Linked DNA regions of Mus musculus: all the other regions are linked to region 4. A link is a contact called in public promoter capture Hi-C data. All regions are on one chromosome and are shown on one strand. Each heading gives the region's core, a stretch centred on a gene start, on an enhancer-like site or on the middle of the called end of the contact. The rest is flanking DNA. Distances are from core to core; before and after follow the strand shown.

Region 1 (5,328 bases), core at 1,740-4,239, 1.1 Mb after region 4:
GATTGCTTTCACATAACTTAATTGTTTTAGCTATAGCAAGTCTTAAGTCTGCTCTCTGCCCTTAAAGAACCAGAGAAAAGCTTAAATCACACGGTAAAATATGGAAGCTGAACCTCCCAAGATCCCAGAAAACTATCACCCCATAGATGCTCACCAGTGTTGTGGATACGAATCATTTTAACTTGTCAGGGCTGGAGACGCCACAGCTAAGTGGACTCCATTACCCCTTTCATAGGCACCCTAGATGCAAGTCCATTCAGCAGTAGAGATCGCAAAACTATGTAGAATGCAGGTAGAGAAAAGTAAGACATACAGTGGATGCAGACTTCTAAATCATCGCATATTCGTTGACGGACATGTTTAGGGTGCACACCCACCATGCCCACTGGGGACTATGGCATAGACAGACTGGATTCCACAAACATCCACGAATACCTACCTAAGCTTACCTTTTTTTTTTTTTTTTTTTTTTTTTTTTTACAAGCTTAGCTATGATTTCCAGGAAAAGGAGCCGTGTTGTTTTTCTTTGGGAAAATGTTCCCAAGTGAGTTAGAAAAGGTTTGCCTGCGTCCTCTGGTGGAGCCTGCATGTCTAGATGGACCTTTTAAAGTTTGTTAGTCCACCAGAGGAGCTAAAGATGCATAGGTCAAGAGGGAGTGTTGGAGGTCTGGTGCTTACACAGGACCCAGAACATCTGCAGCAAGCTACTCAGACGAACTAACTCTGAGAGTTACTGGAGGGATGCTATTATCTCCAGATCCTACTGGATCAAAAATGCTGGATTCTTGCTCCCTCACAGCCAGCGGGCAGGAGTTAACACAGTGTTGGCAGGGTGTGATGTACCCAGAGGAAGAGAGTGAGAGGTCAGGGGAGCAAAGCTACAAACTCGACTTTATTTCATCTGCTCAATGGCCCATTTTGACCCAGAATCCACTCACACCCCAACCTGCGCATCTTGGCCTTGAGATCAAAGCCCAGACTCATTCAACCAGACATGCACCTACCCAGCCTCCGTTATCCTGGATCCAGGTGTGCAGATGCCGGTTCAGGTACTCAGTCATCCACAGGGCGATGTTGTCCACCAGGGGTGACATCTCCCTGTTGACGCTCTCCACACACATGACCCCACCGAACTCAAAGAAGGCCACAATCCTCCCCCAGTTCACCCCATCCCTGAAGAGTTCCTCCACCACCGTGGCAAAGCGTCCCCTCGCGGTGAAGGGCGTCAGGTGCAGCTGACTGGACATCTCTGCGAAGTCACGACGGTAGCGACGAGAGAAGTCATCCCCAGCCCGGCGGAGGGTCAGATGGACCACAGGTGGCACAGGGCTGAGCGCAGGCCCAGCGGTGGCAACGAGGGGCCTGAGAGGAGACGTCCTGGCAGCCATGTCCCGGTGCACAGCGGGCATTGGGTTGCTCTCAGGCTGGAAGGAGAAGATGCCAGGGGTGGGGGCAGCCCCCAGGGGCGCCGCGTCCGCATCTCCAGCATCCCACTCGTAGCCCCTCTGTGACAGCTTATAATGTATGTACTTCATCACGATCTCCCGGTTATCATACCCTGTTCTCCCGGCTTGCGCCATCCTTCCCCGAAAAGAAGCTGCAGGTACCAATGGCACTTCAAGTCCCGACTCCCGCCCCACGGCCCCGAAAGAAAAAAAAAAAAAAAAGAATAGTTATAATCCAGCTCTTTTATTGGATGTGCTTTGCATTCTTGGATGAAGGGGTGTCTTTAGTTACACCGAACACTTGATTCTGGTGTTTCCCCGTTGGCATGAGATGCAGGAAATTTTTATTCAAATTCCTTTCTGCTTTTTATTTCATGAGGTACATTATTTATTAAGCTTTGTTAATATCAGTCTACTTCCTCCGCAATGCTGAAAGGTGAAGAGGCGGGACGACCTAGGAAGTTAAAATCAGGTGTGTTTTCCTTTATATATTTAGGGTAAGAAAGGTATATCCGCTACAAGTTACACGTTTAAAAATGCATTAAACTGTCTGGAAATGAAATTTGCTTGAATGCACTTGAAGTAAAAAAATATTTCAAACGCGTCCATGGAAAGTTATATTAAACAAAATTCCTGTGCAAAGAACTTACTGTATTTTCTAAGGACGGCATGATCTTCTGTCAAGTTTACCCTTTTTTGGTAAAACCCAAACAAATACATAAGGCAACCACACCATCGATCTTCAGAAGTCTCCTTGTATAAGCTTCTTTACAACTTGCAATGAATCGGGAGTTGGGGTCTGGGGGCTAGGTGGAGGAAAAATCAGGAGGGTTTCCAGATTGGGTCCTCACACTCCGGCTTCACTGAGAATGTCAATCCGTAGGAATCCCAACCAGAGATCTCAAGAGCACCGCAGCGGGGCAAAAAGGCAGCGGCGGCGGCGGCAGATGAATTACAATTTTTCAGTCCAGCATTTGCAGAAGTCCTGTGATTCTCCCTTCTTCTCGGCAATTTACACTTGCACACACACGCTGGAGCGCAGGCATGGATCCGTATCCACCGGACCGCTTCAGACCTCCAGGGCAGAGAGACACGCCAAGGGGACGATGGAGGAGCTGGGGGACCGGGACCGGAATCCTCTTCTGATTAAACTCCGAAGGGCCAACGCGCTTTCCGAAACGGGAAAAAAAGCAGCTTGCTAAATGCAGGCACGGACGCGCTGGGGCCGCGGGTGCCCAAGGAGCAGCCCGCGCACTGTGTGTGGTGCGCTGCGGGAGAAGGAGGTGGTGGGGGAGGGTTTGCCCCCCCTCTTTTTCCTAAAAAGGATGACTGCTACGAAGTCCCCCCCTGGTCCCCTCTTCCGCTGCACCCCACCGGCGCACCCCGCCTCCGGGCTGCGCACCCTTTCTCCTCCTCCGCTGCGGGCGGCGCTGGCGGCCGCCTCCTCGTGCTTGCGCCGCGCAGCCCGTTCCACGGTGACGGCTGCGGCTGGGGAGGGCCTGGGCACCTCGGTGTTGGCGGCGGCGGCTCGGCGGGGACCCGGACGCGGGGCGGGAGGACGGGCCGGGGAGGAAGGGGGCGGGCGCGGGGCGGGGGGCCCGGCCTCTTACTTCATTCTCCGCCGGAGCGCCTGGTTTCCTGTACGTACGTCACCGTTCATTCAAAAAAAAGAAGAAAGAAAGCCCTCCTCTGAGCGCCCGCCCGCCGCCTCCTCCCGCCGCCCGCCAGCCGCCCGGGTTAAAGGCGCCGCGGCCGCCCCGGGGAGCGCGCGCCCGGCCGCGGCCGCTGGCCTGGGTGGCGGCCACCCGCGGGCTACGCTGGGCCCCGGACCGTGGGTGGCGCGGGCCTCCCGGGCGGCAGTGGCTCAGTGGGCGTGTGAGGGGCCTCCTCGGGCCTGCGGGGCTGGCTGCTGGCTGGACGTGCCTATAGCCAGGGCCAGGCTGTGGCGAGGCACCTGGATCTTTTCTAACAGGATGGGCACAATTGCATGGATCTTTTTCAACGTGTACAGTGTGCACGACCGCATGGACTTTTTCTATGTAGCATGTGCAGGTCACATGGACCCTTTCTAACCGCGTGCATGGAATGTGCACAATCCAATGGACCCTTTCTAACCACACATAAAGTGTGTACACAGTCGCTCTGTGTGTGTGTGTGTGTGTAGTGCAGTGTATCTACAATCATGTGGACCCTTTAAACAGTGTAGTGTATACAACCACATATAGTGTATAAAATCAAACAGACCCTCAGCTAACCATGTGAACCCCCAAACACTATGTTATCAGCTCTCAGCAGCCAGAGAGATTACCGAGACATATATTGACTCCTAAGTAGTGAGTAGTACCAATATGCTACCCTTGGGTGAAGAGAGGCAACTCCCAACACAGTCTCCAGGATATTAATTACAAATGAAAATACTTAGAATAACAACGTTAGCATGCTTGTTTCTAGGCCCTTTTGTCCAGACACCACAAGCTGTGTAACTTAGAACAGGTCTGAGTACTCCTCTGCTCTGAAGAGCATGATGTGATGTCCACAACCAGCAAGGGATGTGCCTCAGAGGCTGGTCTTTCCTCATCTCTTCTTAGTCAGACAGTGGCAGACTGATGGCAGTCGCTGATGCTCTTGGCTTGTTAAAGAATAGTCAAAGTGGTATGCGGAGTTACTTTGGAGGTGTCCAAGCAGATACCACATGAGCACCCAGGCGCTTTTAGCCTCTATCCAGGCATACCCAACTTGGTGACCAAGGCCAGACCTAACTCGCAGTGGGCCAGTGAAGAGAGGAGAAGAGAACAGCAGAAGTTTGAGTTTCAGGGACAGTTTTTCCTCTGCTCCTAACGCTCCCAGCACTGGGCTGGGGCTGGACCTCAGGGAGTGATACCTGCCACCTTTCAAGGCCATGACCCTAACACGGCATAGGTACGGTTTTGGATATCCTCAGCTCTGACCAGCATGCAACCTGAGACGGCTTCAGAAGATGCAGCCATACAGATAATGTGTCTATGTACCCACAGACACACAGTGCCACTGTCACTTGTATGAACCCAGACAGAAACAATCAAGCTGAGAGATAGATACATAAAACACCAAGAAAAACTGTGCTATGTGATAACTATGTTATCAGCTCTCAGCAGCCAGAGAGATTACTGAGACATATATTGACTCCTAAGTAGTGAGTAGTACCAATATGCTACCCTTGGGTGAAGAGTGGCAACTCCCAACAGTCTCCAGGATATTAATTACAAATTAAAATACTAATGAAAACTCGTGGTTGGTGAGATGGCTCAGCGGTTAAGAACACCGACTGTTCTTCCGAAGGTCCTGAGTTCAAGTGTCAGCAACCACATAGTGGCTCACAGCCATCTGTAATGGGATCTGATGCCCTCTTCTGGTGTGTCTGAAGACAGTGACAGTGTACTCACATACATTAAATTAATAAGTAAATAAGTAAGCTGTTCGTTCACAGGCTAGCAGGTTGCCACATCGGGCTTAAGAACAGAGCACATGTGCAGGGTGGACAAGTCCCACAGGCTTGCTGGATTACTGTGGGAACAGCACATTCAGTCACTATCTTTACCTCATTCCAAGTTTAAAAGGGTGTATTTTGTGTGTACATGGTGTGGGTTGGTGGAGTACATGCCATGGCATGGATTGTCATTGGACAGCACCGTGGAGCCATTCTCCCCTTCCACCTTTATTTATTTGAGGCAGGGTCTCATGTAGCCCAGGGTGGCCTTCAATTTGCTGTGTAACAAAGGATAAATGTAATGATTTTCCAGCCTCTATTTCCAGAGTGCCAGGATCATAGGCATGCATAATGACCCATTTGTGTGGTGTCCGGGATTGAAATTAGGGCTTTATGCACACTAGGCAAGTATTGTAC
Region 2 (5,052 bases), core at 999-3,498, 1.9 Mb after region 4:
AACTGCAAAATCCAACCAAACAAAGAAAAACAATAAAACAGGAAGGAGAAAGAAGAGAGGAGTGAGGGAGGAGAGGAGAGGAGAGGAAAGGAAAGAAAAAGAAAAGAGGTAAGGATATTGTAAAAAGAGGGGAGGTGATAGCTAGTCATAAGTCCACAAAGAAGAAAAGAGTTAATTCTAGATAAGTGTGCTTGAGAGTAAGGCCTTCCTGGCATAGTCACGTACCTTGGGACTATCTGTTCTACTTAGGTTTAAAGGCAAGCAAGGGCTGCAGTTCATTTTTAATACTTCCTAGGAATAATACTTTGACTAGTAGTGGTGGTGATTTTATATATATATATATATATATATATATATATATATATATGTATATATATATATACATATATATATACACACACACACACACACACATATATATATATACATATATATATATATATATATGCAAGGATTACATTTCAAAATGGTTATGATGCTCTCAATCTTAGTGTCTGTGCCTATATTTCTTGTATGTTAGGCTTTCCAGTCCCTTTCTAGAAGCAGAGTACAGCTCCAAAGACTTTAGAACCAAGAAACATGGTTTTGTACTGCACCTTGGCTTGGAGTCTGCATGGGCACAGAGGGAGAAGCCCTGCTCTATGATGAACAGTGCTGAGAGCTTTTCCTGTTCTCTCAGCAGGGCACTGCAAGGGAAGATTGGCATTGAGTATTACTGCTGTGATTCAAAAGCAATGATTAGAGATGATTATGTGTTGTGTAAGTAGCCCAACAACTACTAACCTATTTTGGTAAACATCAAGGCTTCTATGAGTGTTTTTAAAAGGAAATAATCACATACTTGCAGATTTTAAAATATAATTTTTATTTGAGATATTACATCATTTATCCCTTATCTTTCTTTTATCCATCCAAAAACTCCTATACACCATCCCTGCTCTCTTTCAGATTTGTAGCCATTTCTTTCCTTTCACCACTATCATGTGTATATGTACATACATATATATTCCTAACTATGTAAAAGACAAACTGCTGAGTCTATATGTTACTCATATGTATGTTTCCAGGGCTGACCATCTGTTTCTGAATGACCAGATGGTCGGCTCTTCCCCAGAGCAGAGTCTCCCATTTCAGAGCTCATTAGTTGTCTGGAGTTCTCTGTGTGGGGTTGGAGATTCCCTTCTATTCTGGCATGTCTATTGTTGTTATCCTTGTTCAGTTCTTGTTTTTTAAGGGCCACCAATCTAAGTATGCTGAACTTTTCTGTGTTGGTTAAGTGCCTCCAAGAATATATGGAGAATGCTTTTGTTAAAAAGCACAATTGATCCCCTAGCAGATAAAGGCTCTTTTGTTCAGTCAATGAGATATGAACTGTTCTTTGAAACCGTAGTTACCATCTTAAGAATAACTTACTTGATCTTCACATGGTCATATGCTTTGATGGCTAGAACACATAAGTCTTGGAGGCTTGGAAATTTACCTTCTAACCTTCATAATGATCTTCCAAGTAGAAGTCCAGTGTTCTTAAAATGTTCTTAACATTTTGAATATTTAATACCAAACAAATGAGCTAGCGTAGAAATTAAAAACCAAGGGTAAAGGCTTAAGAAAGAAAGCTTGCATTTCATTTTAATCAGCTCAGTTCCTGAGATGTCTTTTCTTCAGTATAGCCAACAATCCAGTCACTAATAAATCAAAATTAAACCAGGTCTTCAAATCATTGTCAAAATATCCAACTAAAACACACACAAACACAAACACACACACACACACGCACACGCACACGCACACGCACACGCACACACAACCACTCAGGTCTCCAAAAAAGTACATGAATTTTTGCAGTAAAAAATGTGTTTATTCCTAATTTTCAAGCCTTCTTGCTTTTAAAAAAAAGTGTGTGTGTTACAACAGTTGTTTGTGATTAACATTTAGCATATAATCATGTGATTAATTTTGAGGATGCATGCCAAAAGCTAGGTTGCCAAGCAAAACAGTTGCTTTTGCCCTGAGAGCAGTTGCGATTCCTGGTTTGCCTTTGGTTAATTTTGAAAGTTAAATTCCAACTGCCAACCGGCTCTTGCATTCACATAATCAAACACAAATACAAGTGTCAGCTGACACCCACCACCTTCCCACCCTCCCAGCCCCCAACCTACTCCACCCCTGCCCAAGAAGCTGCCTGGCCAGGCTCTGGCTCCTCCCAGATCCCACTGTGGGAAGTGTGAGTCACAGAGTGTTCAAGTCTGTGCATTATGTTCTGAGTCACCCGACAGGCGCCTTGCCCCGATCAGGAGGATCAGGACAGACTTTAAGTATCCACAAAGCAAGAATAGCAGCAGGATCAGCCACAGCAGCAGGTATCTTCAAGGTGAAGCTGTGGGAGAGGCTCTCAAACCTCTCAGACCCCGGGGGCCTAGGATAGATACTGGCACTGAAGAACCTGGACAGAAGCCAAGAAGGAGAAAGGCCAGGATCTCACCAAAGTTAAAGAGCCCAGGAGTTAGCAGAGGACTCCAGTGACAGAGAGGTAAGAAGTGCGGTTGGGCTGTTAGGGGTCAGGTGTGTCTCAGCAAAGCTGACAGAAGGCATGGGCACCCTGAGTTGCAAACCTGCTGTCGGCTTCTAGTGATTGGCTGGGCGCCTGACACTTGCTATTTCAAGCCCTGGGCTTTCATTTCCTTTAGGGAGCGCTGGAGCTTTTTCTAACTGCGACTGGGAGAAGCCAAGGGTACAAAAATAAGGCTAGGGAGCAACCTGCAACATGTCCGGAATTTACCTGGAGCCTCACACTTGTTTGCAGTGCTGGCTCCTTCGGGGCAGAAATACAAGTCCTCTCCACTGTGCAGCTTAAAGCCTTCTTTATTTCCTGTCTCTGACCTCTCTCTCCCACCCACCTATCCACTCCACTAGCCACTCCCCTCCTTTTTAAAGTTCTTTTATCTTTTGTTTATTAATTACTTCTTGTCAACTTGAAACAGTTCTTTTTTACCTACAATCCTTTAACTTGTGTAATGGTTGCTCTTCAGCTAAATTCCCCACTTTCCAGTTTTCAGGCACCCGCCCTACAGCTCTGCACCTTAGGTCCAGACTTCTTCCCAAGGGCTCTCTTTCTCATATCATGGGCTCCTAATCTAGGCTGTGTATCTGTGGAACACACAGTTATATCCTCCGGCTTCTCCCAATAACTCCTTGATCCCGAGGTCATGATTTTGGTTTTATTTGTGTTTTCTCTCTCTTCCTTTTACATGGACAGCACCTAGAGTAAGGTGGGCTTCTCTTACAGTACCTCCACCATTCATAGGATCTAAACCATTTCATCTGTTAGCTTAGGTTGTCTTGGATTCCAGATCCCCAGGGCCCCTAACTCTTGCTTTGGAATGTCTGCTCATCTCTAGCCCTACCTTTATTTCCAAACTACACTGGCTGTCACCTTACAGCCTCAGATGACCTGGTGTGTCTCACACATCTCAAATGGAATGCATCACCTTCCCCATTCCAAGCCAATTCTTCATAGGAACTTGCTAAGATTCTTGACCCAATCTAAGTAAACATTTAGCATGGAACTTTATTTTTGATTCTGGACTCCTCCCTTCTTTGTAATGTGCAGCCATCACTCTGTCTGACAATTCCTACTTCTCCAGGGTTTCATCTGTATCAACACTCACTGGTCCATCATGGTGGCCTACCAAAAGACTCTCCAGCCCCTTTCCACACACAATAGTGAGCTGTGTCATTTTCTTCAAGCCCAAGAGCTACATGTAACATGCTTGGTAGAAAAACTCTATATGGCTTCCAGCTCCCAGTCTATGCTTATACTCACAAATTCAGCAAAAGAGACTCATCTCCCCCTTGTGTCTCACAGGATCCCACATAGATCACACCCCTAAATACCATACAGATGTGATCTGCTGCATTCTTTTTTGTACCTGCCAATTTCTCAGCCTGAAGTTTTGCTTTTTTACCACCTTCAGAATTCCCACTCAGGTTGTCAGAGTCAGCTTCTTTGGGAAGACAGCATGTTTCAGTGTACTTTTTCAAGAATGTTAACAAAGCAAAAAATGATTCAAGGAAGGTTGGTTGAGTTCAGAAAAACATGTAAATAAACACCAGCAAGCACAAAATAAGTATTAATAGAGCAGTCCTGAAAGGAACCTCAAAGTTGGCAACAGGTACCCCAAGACAAAATTTTCAGCACAAAGGATATTTACTTGCCTCAGAGGGACAAAGGACAAGGAATAAGGGATAAAGGCAGGAGACAGAAGATAGAGGACAAGGGGGAAGAGGAAGGGAACAAGGGAGAGGGGAAAGAATATTTTCCCTAAATAGACAAAGTATAACCTCTGTATAGAGAAGAGACAGATGTAGTCCATAGACAAATAGTGATCTATAAAGGTACAAAGGAAAACCTCATTTTTAGATGGATCACGTGTGAGCCAAAAGGAGGCTTTTGATTGCTGGACTTCAATACATTGATATATAGACCTTGGTGGGCAGCCTCGGGAGAAACAAGTGACCAAATAAGGGACTAGACTTTGGTGGCTAGCTAAATGAATATAATCTAAAGGTTTTTAGCAAAGCAGAGAGAATGGGGGGAGGTCAAGGTCTGCCAGAACCATGTTAGCCATGCTCCAGTCTCCTAGAGCCTCTTCAGACCCTTTTCTAGAACTTTCTGGTGGCAGACCAATTTAAATGCAACTGCCTGGCATATACTGTCTATTATATCCAGGAAAGCAGGAAGGCAAGGCAGAAAGCCATATCCGGATTCAGGGTACACTGAGAAAAGCATTCAGTATGTCCTTTCCCCAGACTGGGTTCTATAGCTATGTTCCAACGTTCAACAAGAATAAGCATGTCTTATAAATTGAATGTAAGTGTTTAATGAGGGAGGCACAAAATCATGTCTAAGAACAATCCAGAGAACCAAATGCACTGAAGGTAAAAGGCCTTCTCCCGTTTTTCCTGGAACATCTCTTCCAGTCCTCCAAGGCAGTGTTCATCACCATGGGTCATTTTTTTTTTTGGCTGTGTTCCAACAACCATGAAAGTAGA
Region 3 (5,338 bases), core at 806-3,305, 1.1 Mb after region 4:
CTGCTCTAAAAACAAAGAGCTTGGCTCACTCTCCTGATCCCAGATCACAACTAAATCACATTTTACTCTTCAGATATTAAAAAAGGCAGATAGGGACACCATATGAATAAGCCATGCTATGTTGTTTATACCAGTAAACATACATACATGCATAGCGGTAATTATTTTTTATTGTATTAAAGCAGGATCCTGGGAGGGCTGGGAAGTGAGTGTTTTGGAGTGCATTATGTAAAGTTCCCAAAGAATCAATAAAAATATGTTGGGAAAAAGAATGCGTCTATTGAAACAGCCCTAACCTCCTCTGTGAAAGAGCCGGGGACTGGGGACACAAGAACAAGTACCAAGGGTAGTTGTGAGTACCTTGTAGTTGTCGAATTAGTTTTCATTCTGACTTTGGCTCTCCTCCCTTGCCCCACAGCTGAGCTATACAAGCACAAGTTGATTCAGCGTTGTGTATGTAGGTGCACCTGTGCAGAGGCTGGCAGTGTCTGGCATTTCAGTCACCCTGCACCTTAATTTTTGCGACAAGGCTTCTCCCTGAACCTGAAGATCATTCGTGCGTCTAGGCAAACTATCCAGTGAGCTCCAGGGATCCACAGGTTGTGGCCCCAGTGCTGAAGTTAGAGGCATAGGCCCAGTGAGCATGTGGGTGCTAGGGACCCTAACTCAGGGCATGATGCACGGCAAGCACTTTACCAACTGAGCCATTTCCTCAGCCGGCAAGTTCAACTGCTTTAGTCACGATTTTGTGGATGTAAAACTTTAGCAACTTGGCATGATTGTAAACTTTGGCTTTTTCTAATAACTCTTTCCACATCATGCATAGCAGCAGCTGGGAATAAATCAGTAATTTTACAAAAGACAAATTAATGGAAACACATGTTGTCATCCAGAAATTCTTGTTTGGGATAAATCATACTAAGATAACCACTCTATCCTGTAACAACGCAGTGGGGACTTACTTGGATGCACTCATGTAAGTCACCTAAGGGCACCAAGGAGATTCGTGCTGCCGGTTTGGATACTAGCTGTCCTTATTCGCAACTCCTCGCCTCACTGTGCCTCGGGTTTTGGGTCTATATAGGACACCGAGGAGAAATGCCAGAGTTGAGGCTCTGAGCTGTGGGGGCGGGGTGGAGGCATAGCCAAGCCTGCACATAGGAACGTGCGAGCTTCCGGACTTTAACAAACCAAACCACTCATATCTCCTTCCATCTTAAGCTTCTAATCAAGCTGGTTAGCTCTTCCTTCTGACGCCAGAAAGGACTGCACTTGAGCAGTACTCAGCAGACCCTGGCTGAGTTCAGAGACAAGCCTGCTGGCCAAACCTGCCAGGCCACCCCTCAGGTGTATCACTTCCTAGAAGCCTCTGGGGGCTCTTTGTCACTTGCACACGACACCCTACAGTCTCAGCTGCCTGGGCCAGCCCCAGAGGCCCAGACCCCCTCCTTGCTGTGGGCTCCTTAGGATTCCCTGGCTGTGGCTACTCCCATCCGGGTTTGCGCCCTTATCCTGCTAGTCACCGACTGCCGTGTCCTTGGCAAAGTTTCTCAGTCTCTCTGTTGACTCATTGGGGAAACTGAAGATCCAAACAGTGGCAGACAGGGATGCTCCGGGGATCAGCGAGCAGCAGAGCCCCTGAGTCCTGGAAACTAGGCTGGCGCCTTCTCCACGACACTGCCCTGTAGCCCGGCGCCTTGGAGGGCGGGTTCCTGAGGTCCGACAGGGCAGGGCAATGCCGGGGCTAAGGCAGTAGGTAACCCGCCCCACTCAACCGTTCCTTTCCGGGACCGTGGTCTCGTTGGCCCAAGCCGGCCAAGCAGTCCTGGGCAAGCTCAGCAACAGGAGGCCACTCACCACTACGTGCGCGCCGGGCAGCGCGAGGGGCTTGGGACTGATGAGCGGCGACACCATGTAGAGGAGCAGCACGAAGGCCACGAGGCCGGCAGCGGCCAACAGCAACATCTCTGCCGAGCGACTACTGGGAGATCACATGCACCAGCAGCCGGGAGTGTTTGGGTTTGCGAGCGAGGGCGGGACGGCGGCGAAGGGAAGAGGAGGAGCCTGGGCGGGGCGGTCTCCGCTGTCGGACTAGCTCCTGGGCCCGCGCCCCCTTCAGCTTCAGGCTGCGGCTGCGCAGGCTGTGCGTGCGTAGGCTCCGGGTACTTGGCCTCCCCGTTGGCCCGCCCGCCAACGTCGTGGGAGGCTTGCAAACGGTGGCTTTTGGATCCACGGATTTTGTTCTGTGCCTAAGTCCTGGTATTCTTCTTTGAAATCACAGATTCCAGTTCGTGTATTTATGGCTCACTCAGAAAATGGTCACCGCTCCCTTTCGCTTTGAGCGTTGACTTGGATTTCTGATAATTGAATTTCGCTGAAAACTGTACATACATCCTGTAACCAAAGCAGATGCAAACGCGGAGGCGCGGGGAGCCACCGTTGTAGAGATTTAATTCCAACATCTGGTCCACCGACTTAAAATAGTTTTAGTTTAGTGTCTAAACTATCGCCACAGTCTTTTGTCGCCCTACACAGCAACCCTATAGTCATTAACAGTCACAGTTCAGTTTCTCTCTCTCTCTCTCTGTATAGCCCTGGCTGTCCTGGAACTCACTTTGTAGACCAGGCTGGCCACGAACTCAGAAATCCACCTGCCTCTGCCTCCCGAGTGCTGGGATTAAACGCGTGCACCACAACGCCCAGCTCATTTTCTCTTAAATGGTGCAGTTATAGGCAATCACAAAGCTCTCTGGACTTGTCTATTCATACAAGTGGAGTTCTAATAATATGCCCTCTGCAGTGCCTAGCTTCTTTGACTTAGCATACTAAGATTCTTCCATACTGTACCTATCAGTATTTAATTTCTTTTTATTGTTGATAATATCCTAGTGTAGGCTAGATTATTTTTTCACTCATCACTTTTTGATCAAAACAATAACAAAAGAAAAAAAAAGCTACTGGATCCAAAAGGAAGGAAGGTCTTTTGCTAGAAAGCTTTAAGTCCTGTGCTAGATCCCTCTGGCCCCACAAGGTAGGTTGTCCTCTGACCTCTACTAGTATGTCTTGGCGTTCACCATCACACTCACTGAATACATTTTTGGTAAGGTCATGTATGGCCAGCCTCCTTTAAACAAAGCCATTCCTATTAAACCTCCCCAAAGCAAAGAAAGAACTTACTTTCTGGATTAGGATGATATAAAGCTAACATCTAGCCTTTGGCCAAAGCTCATTTGAGCAAAACAAACCTCCAACACTTGGAGGGTTCACTGGGTAGCCAGAGATTTTAAACTCTATTTCTCAATATAGCTGGCTATCCATATTGTATTATAATCGTAACAAAGAACAACCTGTGCTATTGTGTCACAGTAAGGTATTAAATCCCAAATCTATGTACTTTCACATATAAGCTTTTGAGTGTGCATGCTTTGGCTCTCTCATCGCTGGCCCTCAAGCCACTCTGCAACAGCATTTGAAGGGCTCTGCCAGACCATTTTCTTAAGTAGTAGCATAACTTTTCACTCAGCTAGGTCAACTCCAGACTTTCAAACCCTCTACTCCAAAACTCTTTTCCTCAGGATTATTAAAACCTTTCCATAGTGGGTTTTGTTTTTTTGGTAAATATTTTTCCTTTTTTTTTTTTTTATTTAAAGAAATGTAGTTGTGGTTACAAACAGCAAAAGGAATTAATCTTTTTCTTTTATTGATCTGTGCCCAGTGTTAGTTCATAGATGTGAGGGAACAATTCCCAGGACCTGTAAAACTAGGTGGAAGTTGAAGGGCTCCCAACCCCTCTGGTTGAAGGGAAGTTTGTTGGATGGACTCGTAGTGCTCCAGAAAAGCTGTCACACTCCTGATTATGTTTATCACAGGGAAGGAAACAGATCAGTACACCAAGAAACAGTGCCCAGGGCAGGTGGGAGGGCTCAAACACAAAGCTACTGTTGTAGCCTCCCATAGACTTGGTGTGCTGCTTTTAAAGCCCCTCTTGAAGTGTCATTCTTTGAGACGTGGAGTCCAAGGGGGATCTATGAGCCTAAAGTGGTATCATTCCGACAGGTCATGTGATGATGAACTGGACTGTATAGAGCTGGAATTTAGCATTGAGACCCAGTCTTTTGACTCTTTTTTTTTCTTTCTTTTTTCTTTTTTAATTGCTGTTCTTTTTCAGAGAGAAGCTCTCATGAGCTCTGGCAGGCCTGATAAATGGCAATGTGCTTAGTGTTGCAGCCAAGGAAACTCACCTGCATTCCATGTCCAGAATTTTGATTGTGATCTAAGTATATAGCCTTGACTGAAAGAAGTCAATATAGTGGGAGTCCTAAATAACTTTGCTCATCTTGCAGGCATCATCAGCCCCACCCTAAAGTCCTGTTTGGCCAGCCTCCCTTAAACAAAGATATCCCTATTAAGCCTCCCAAAAACAAAGAAAGAACTTACTTCTTGGATAAGAATGAATTCTGATAAGTAGATAACATCTAGCCTTTGGGCAAAGCTCACTTCAGTAAAACAAACCTCTAATACTTGAAGGGTCCACAGGGAAGCCAGAGGCTTTTAACGCTATTTCTCTATATTTGGCTATCTGTAGAGTAAATCTCACCAAAGAACACCTTGTGATATTGTGTCCCAGTAAGGTACTGTGGTGTACACATAAACCCCAGCACTTGAGAGGCGAAGAGGGGAGGATCAGTCATTAAGGTTATTCTCTGCTATACCTTAAGTCCAAGATAGCCTAGGCTACATGGTACCCTGTCTCAAAAAGTGTCAAAAGATACTGATCATTACCAAGTTCCTGCTATATCCAGTTGTAGGTCACCATGACCACATGACCAAAGTATCTGGCAGAATTATACCACTTTGGTCTTACACATTCCCATTAGTCTTTTGGGACTTAGAAAATGATTCTTCAAAAATATGGTGTAGCAGGTTTTGGTATGTTACTCAATAAACTGACTTTTAAAGTCCATTTTTAATTAGAATGGATCCCTTTCACTCTCCCTTTCCTCCCTCCAGCTCCTCTCAAGTACGTTCCCTTTCATTCCTTCCACAGTCCCCCTCAGTCTCAGACTCACAGCCTCTTCTCTGATTACCAGGTACATGTTTGCATGTACAGATCTATAAATGTAACCTGCTGAGTCCATTTTTGTTGTGTATATGGTTTCAATATTGAGCATCTTGTATTGGACAATGAATTAGGGGGCTTATGCCTATGACTGGGTAACCCTGTCTCTCAGCAGTCACCAGTTGCCTATTTGTGCAGAAGTGGGAGTGACCCCAGGAGATTTCCCATTTTCCTCAATAGCATACCTACTGATATTGCCATTGTCCAGGTCTTGTTTAT
Region 4 (5,003 bases), core at 1,842-4,341:
TTCAATGACTATCCTTACTTATTCAGGTAAGATGTCAGCCCTAAAGACTTTGACCTAGGTCAGTCTTCCAAAGAAGAAAGACATTTTCCAACAACTATTAATAAATTATAAGTAGAGGGCAGAATTTCTTAATATCCCAGTGTGTGCATTAAAACTATTCAAGCATGATACTGAGAGGCAAAGTACCCTATGGGAAGATGGTTCAGCTGATTTGTTGAGAACTTGCAGTTAGACAAACAAGCCCTTAGTTATAGGATAGGAACTAGAAGCACTCCAGATGGTAGGTCAGCCACTAAACTCTACTTTCAACTTAAGACTCAAAGGCAAACCTTTTAAACCTATTTTTAATTTGTGCTTTCAAATTCAGTCCCTAAATTCATGCTGCTGCCTCTTTTTGCCCTACTGACATAACTTTCACAGGCTCTGCTAGTCATTGATACCCGTGTTTCAAAAACCTGCCAAATGTCCTCAGTATCCAGTATTTCATTGATTAACTGACTGTACTGGCTGGTTTTGTATGTCAACTTGACATAGGCTGCAGTTATCACAGAGAAAAGAGCTTCAGTTGAGGAAATGCCTCCATAAGATCCAGCTGTGGGGCATTTTCTCAATTAATGATCAAGGGGGAAGGCCCCTTGTGGGTGGGACGATCTCTGGGCTGTTTGTCTTGGGTTCTATAAGAGAGCAGGCTGAGCAAGCCAGGGGAAGCAAGCCAGTAAAGAACATCCCTCCATGGTCTCTGCATCAGCTCCTGCTTTCTGACCTGCTTGAGTTCCAGTCCTGACTTCCTTTGGTGATAAACAGCAATGTGGAAGTGTAAGGCGAATAAACCCTCTCCTCCCTAACTTGCTTCTTGGTCATGATGTTTGTGCAGGAATAGAAACCCTAACTAAGACACTGACCACACTAACATTTGCTGCCAACCAGCTACCAGGCACTGTGGCAAGAACATTCACAATTCTATGTACTTTCATTATCTCTCTGGGCAGATGAATGTAAGAGAAGATGGGAGAATTTAGGTCCAAACATTTTCAACGTCTCACAATAAATGATATGTATATGATGTGCCCTTCTATTATTTTAAGAGCAGTTTTCCTCAGGCACCCTAAAAGTATATTTCTAAGCATCGCCATTACAAAGAAGAAGAAAATACACATTTCTGCTCATGTTTTTCCCATGCCATTCACTAATCCTCCATTCCAAAATTTGGTTACATTTTTAATCTCTTTGACAATATCAAAGTTAGAACTGATACCCCCTTTTGCTAAGAAATGTGAAACATTAAAATATTGCTCATTCTATACTATTGCCATGTTACTGAGGATTTTTTTCCAGATTCATTAATAAATAGCACAGTACAGCATTTAGTCCAACGAATTGGAAGCTAAAAGTCTTATTTAAAAAAAAATCCTTACTACTAACACTATTTTTAAATTGCTTCACAATGTAGCAAGGGTCTTTATGGTCTTTTACTATTTGGGCTAACTTTCTCCCCATCTCCCGGTCTCCTATGCTCATTTAAACCACCCACCCCAACCTCCAGTATTCCCCCTCCCACCTTCATATCACATGTAACATACTTTAAAAGCTCCTGTTAAAAAGCCCAAATAATAACTATATAGTAATACCAACCAAAGAAAGCATTTCAGAGCCTCATTCAAATGAAATTTTAGTTTCCTGTGAGACTGATTAAACTGAAATTAAAACCTACACTTAACTGCTGGGATACTTTACATGTAAACCGGTAACCAGACCTGAGGTCATATAACAATGCTCTATTTTTATTTTCCACAAAGATAAAGGAGATACTTCATTATATATATCAGAGCAGATGGTTAGCACTGTTGGCTATTTATTTTGTTGTCTGTTAGGACCTGGTGTTAATAAGAACTTAATTCTAAAACCAGGAAAAAGTGGCATTCTATGTTTAACAAAATAGAAGATATGAGGGCTAGGAGTCTAATAGCGACAGGGAAACTTCTTATCACCTCAAACTACAATCAAGGAATAGCATAAAGGATAAATGATATTCCAAACCTACGAGTATAGTTATGTGCTAAATGTTTCATAAAGGCCATCAAATCTCTCTACAGAGTACAATTTTTTAAATCGCTAAAATTTGATTGATCCATAAAGAAAACCTCGATTCTAGCCTAAATGGACTTAGCAAGGTTTCAGGGGATTGTGGAAAAGAATGGTTTTGGACAAAAGATAGGTGATACTTGTTCCAACGAATGTGTCCTAGTGCAGTGGACATGACCAGGCCACTGAAGCGGCCCAGACAACTTAGTTGTACTGAAGAGATAGCGCTGATAGTTTGAAAAGTTCCTTTGATGTAAAGTGTATGTTAATTTCCATGGGTTTACATATTACTTAGTTTGTCGTCCAAGACCAGGCTGTTCACAGATGAGTGTAAAGGCATCTCGAAACTCAAATGTTGCAACTTCCGTCCAGGCTCTATCTGCACCCTTCAGCTTTCTAAGTCCTATTCCCGGACGGAGGGGGCGGGAAGGCGCCCTCCTTAACCACAAGGAGGCCATGCCGTCGCCAGATCTCCAGGGGAGAGAGCAGATGGCTGGGAAACTAGGGAAGAGCAAAGAAGCCAGATTCTGACCGCTGCTCAGAGCACTTGCTATCTGGGCGGTGACAGCAAACAGCGACAAAAAACTGAAGCGTGAAGGGAGAAGCGGGCGTGGGAACACCTTAAGTGCAAGGGTCCCGGGACTTTACCTGAGAACTATCCGGCTCAGGCCCAGTCTTGGGAACGGGACCTCCTCAGAACGAAGGCAGGACCCAGGGCGGTGAAAGATGTCGGGAGGGTTCCCTTCAACCCTCAAAAACCACAGCCAAATCGTACCCCTCAGCGACCTCCACCTCTACTGCTCCAGGGAACGCCCCCAACCTGCCCCAGGCCTTCGCTGCTCTCGCGATAACTCTCTGGCCAGGTCCTGTAACTCCAGCCAATCCTCGAGAGCTTGTGGGCGGGGTCTTATGTTTGAGCCTGGAGCGGTTCCTTCGATCTTGCCACTCCAAGGCCAGAGGTGGGTGGGGCTGAGGCGGGGACGGGGCGGGGCGAAGATGGGACCAAGCCAGTTCTCGCGAGACTAGGGACCAGGAAGACGCCTGCAGAGTCGGCTACTGGTGCAGCAGCGGCTGAGACGGGAGGTGCTGCTGCATACCGGGCTCCTGCCTCCCAGTCCGGCCTAGGCTCTAGGTGAGGAGAGGTGCGGTCGGCCTGGGCTGCCTAGGTGGTCGGCGGCTCTCGGGACCTAACGGGGATTCAGGCTGAGGGCCTGTCGGGCCAAGCAGGGAAGCACCCACATTCCTGACAGAATAAGATGGCGGCGATGGCGCCCGGAGGTGGTGGCAGTGGTAGCGGAGTAAATCCTTTCCTCAGTGATTCGGATGAGGACGACGACGAGGTAGCGGCAACCGAGGACCGGCGGGCAGGACTTCGGCTGGGTGCCGGGGTCGGCCTAGATCCTGGTTCTGCAGGCTCCCTGTCGCCACAGGACCCCATGGCCCTGGGAAGCAGCGCGCGGCCGGGGCTCGCTGTGGAGATGTCCGCCGCCCCGGCGGCTCCGGGGGGCAGCGGGGAGACCCCTGCCCGATTGTCAATCGATGCCATCGCCGCTCAGCTGTTGCGCGATCAATACTTGCTGACCGCCCTGGAGCTGCACACCGAGCTGTTGGAGAGCGGCCGCGAGCTACCACGACTGCGCGATTACTTCTCCAATCCTGGCAACTTCGAGAGGCAGAGTGGGACCCCCCCAGGGATGGGGGCGCCCGGGATCCCTGGCGCCTCCATCGTCGGAGGCGCTGGAGGTCGGGAACCGAGTACGACGTCGGGCGGAGGACAGCTCAGTAAGTAGGCGTCGCCTGTCACACCTGCAGATGGGGGATTAGAGTTGGAGTGCAGCTGAAGGGGATTGTGGGCGGGTACTGAGTCTAGGGTCGTCTTGAGAAGGGAGAGTATGTTGAGTGAGATGCGAGGTGTCCTGTGTACTGCAAACAGAAAGATCCTGCTGTAGCTCTTCTTTGCATTGGTTTCCGATCTTTGGCAGGTGTTGTACAGCTCCTGGCTCCCCGTTGGTGTTGGGACCTATAACATCAGGGTTTCCAGTTTATTGAGTATTATGGCACTCTAGAAAGCTTCCTTATTGCCTGGGCATTTTTCTCTAGGCAGTTTTCCTTTTTTCCCCAGGCTGTTGAATCACACTACGAGGAAATAAAATGTTTCTTAGTAATTCTTTGACTCAAGAAAAAGAACAAACAGGAAATGTCAGCCCTCTGTACTGAAGTTCAATCCACTGAAGATCTTTTGTCTTTGCTTTTCCATTATTTTGTATCATTAATATATGCTAATAAAAAGAAGGAAATGAGATGTGTCTGCTTCATAGAATGTTTTCTGTTTGAAATCAGTTTCACTACCCCAATTTCAATAGTATTCCGTATACAGGAAAGCTGTGGAACAAACAGACCAAGGATCTTTTACCAGCTTTCTTTTCAACATAGCACTGGGAAGGATTGTTTTTCTCTGAATAAGTGACTCTCACTTATTTTCTTTTTTTTTCTTTCTTTCTTTTCTTGCTACAATCATTCATTTTTAGCAGAGTAATCACTGGCCTAGTCATTATTTATATATAAGCTTTAATGAGAATTCTCACTGTCATCTTTAAGAGGCATCAAATTTTTCCATACTAATGCTAATACTTTGGTTCTGTGAACCCAACTGGAATTTACTAATAAATAAGCCTGATTGATTTCTAAATGTCTATACTTTTGCATGATACCAGAGGCTTGAAGTTGCTAAAGTTTGATGTCATAACACTGGGAAGGGTGAATTCTCTATCAGAGTAATCCTAAGCACATTTCCTTCTTTTATAATGTCTAAATTATCTAACATTGTCACCTGACAAACTATCTCACTGGGACTCAAATTTTCACTTATTTTATATATATATTACTTTATGTACATCCCAGACTTAGTTGTTTTTGGGGGG

What was found. Promoter capture Hi-C pulls out the DNA fragments that hold promoters and counts their contacts. Capture Hi-C pulls out chosen DNA fragments and counts their contacts.
Region 1: a promoter capture Hi-C map of pre-B cells shows a contact between it and region 4. The contact joins the promoter of Bcl2 here to the promoter of Relch in region 4. A contact is called at or near these places in 12 of 39 promoter capture datasets (the 3T3-L1 cell line, 3T3-L1-derived adipocytes, the C10 cell line and 6 more), 1 of 15 datasets of contacts at CTCF or cohesin (large pre-B cells), 2 of 484 Hi-C or Micro-C datasets (nephron progenitors and uterus), 9 of 115 datasets of contacts at active chromatin or transcription factors (the SCID.adh cell line, T-cell acute lymphoblastic leukemia, astrocytes and 6 more) and 2 of 9 other capture datasets (adipose tissue and liver).
Region 2: a contact with region 4 is called in a promoter capture Hi-C map of liver, with 5 times the contacts expected there. The contact joins the promoter of Serpinb8 here to the promoter of Relch in region 4. A contact is called at or near these places in 7 of 39 promoter capture datasets (the 3T3-L1 cell line, 3T3-L1-derived adipocytes, the HPC-7 cell line and 3 more), 1 of 115 datasets of contacts at active chromatin or transcription factors (bone marrow-derived macrophages) and 2 of 9 other capture datasets (adipose tissue and liver).
Region 3: a contact with region 4 is called in a promoter capture Hi-C map of pre-B cells, with 5 times the contacts expected there. The contact joins the promoter of Kdsr here to the promoter of Relch in region 4. A contact is called at or near these places in 18 of 39 promoter capture datasets (the 3T3-L1 cell line, 3T3-L1-derived adipocytes, the C10 cell line and 12 more), 9 of 484 Hi-C or Micro-C datasets (B cells, CD8 T cells, the N1E-115 cell line and 4 more), 11 of 115 datasets of contacts at active chromatin or transcription factors (T-cell acute lymphoblastic leukemia, astrocytes, differentiating embryonic stem cells and 6 more) and 2 of 9 other capture datasets (adipose tissue and liver).

Annotation. Positions count from the first base shown.
Region 1 is chr1:106,711,301-106,716,628 of GRCm38.p6, forward strand. It overlaps Bcl2 (B cell leukemia/lymphoma 2), which reads right to left and starts at 2,990. Exons shown (of 2, transcript NM_009741.5): 1 at 1,005-2,990. The coding sequence starts at 1,580.
Region 2 is chr1:107,587,758-107,592,809 of GRCm38.p6, forward strand. It overlaps Serpinb8 (serine (or cysteine) peptidase inhibitor, clade B, member 8), which reads left to right and starts at 2,249. Exons shown (of 7, transcript NM_011459.4): 1 at 2,249-2,530.
Region 3 is chr1:106,757,687-106,763,024 of GRCm38.p6, forward strand. Kdsr (3-ketodihydrosphingosine reductase) reads right to left here and starts at 2,056. Exons shown (of 10, transcript NM_027534.2): 1 at 1,858-2,056. The coding sequence starts at 1,965.
Region 4 is chr1:105,660,770-105,665,772 of GRCm38.p6, forward strand. It overlaps Relch (RAB11 binding and LisH domain, coiled-coil and HEAT repeat containing), which reads left to right and starts at 3,092. Exons shown (of 29, transcript NM_173187.4): 1 at 3,092-3,864. The coding sequence starts at 3,339. Pign (phosphatidylinositol glycan anchor biosynthesis, class N) reads right to left here and starts at 2,907. Exons shown (of 31, transcript NM_013784.3): 1 at 2,731-2,907.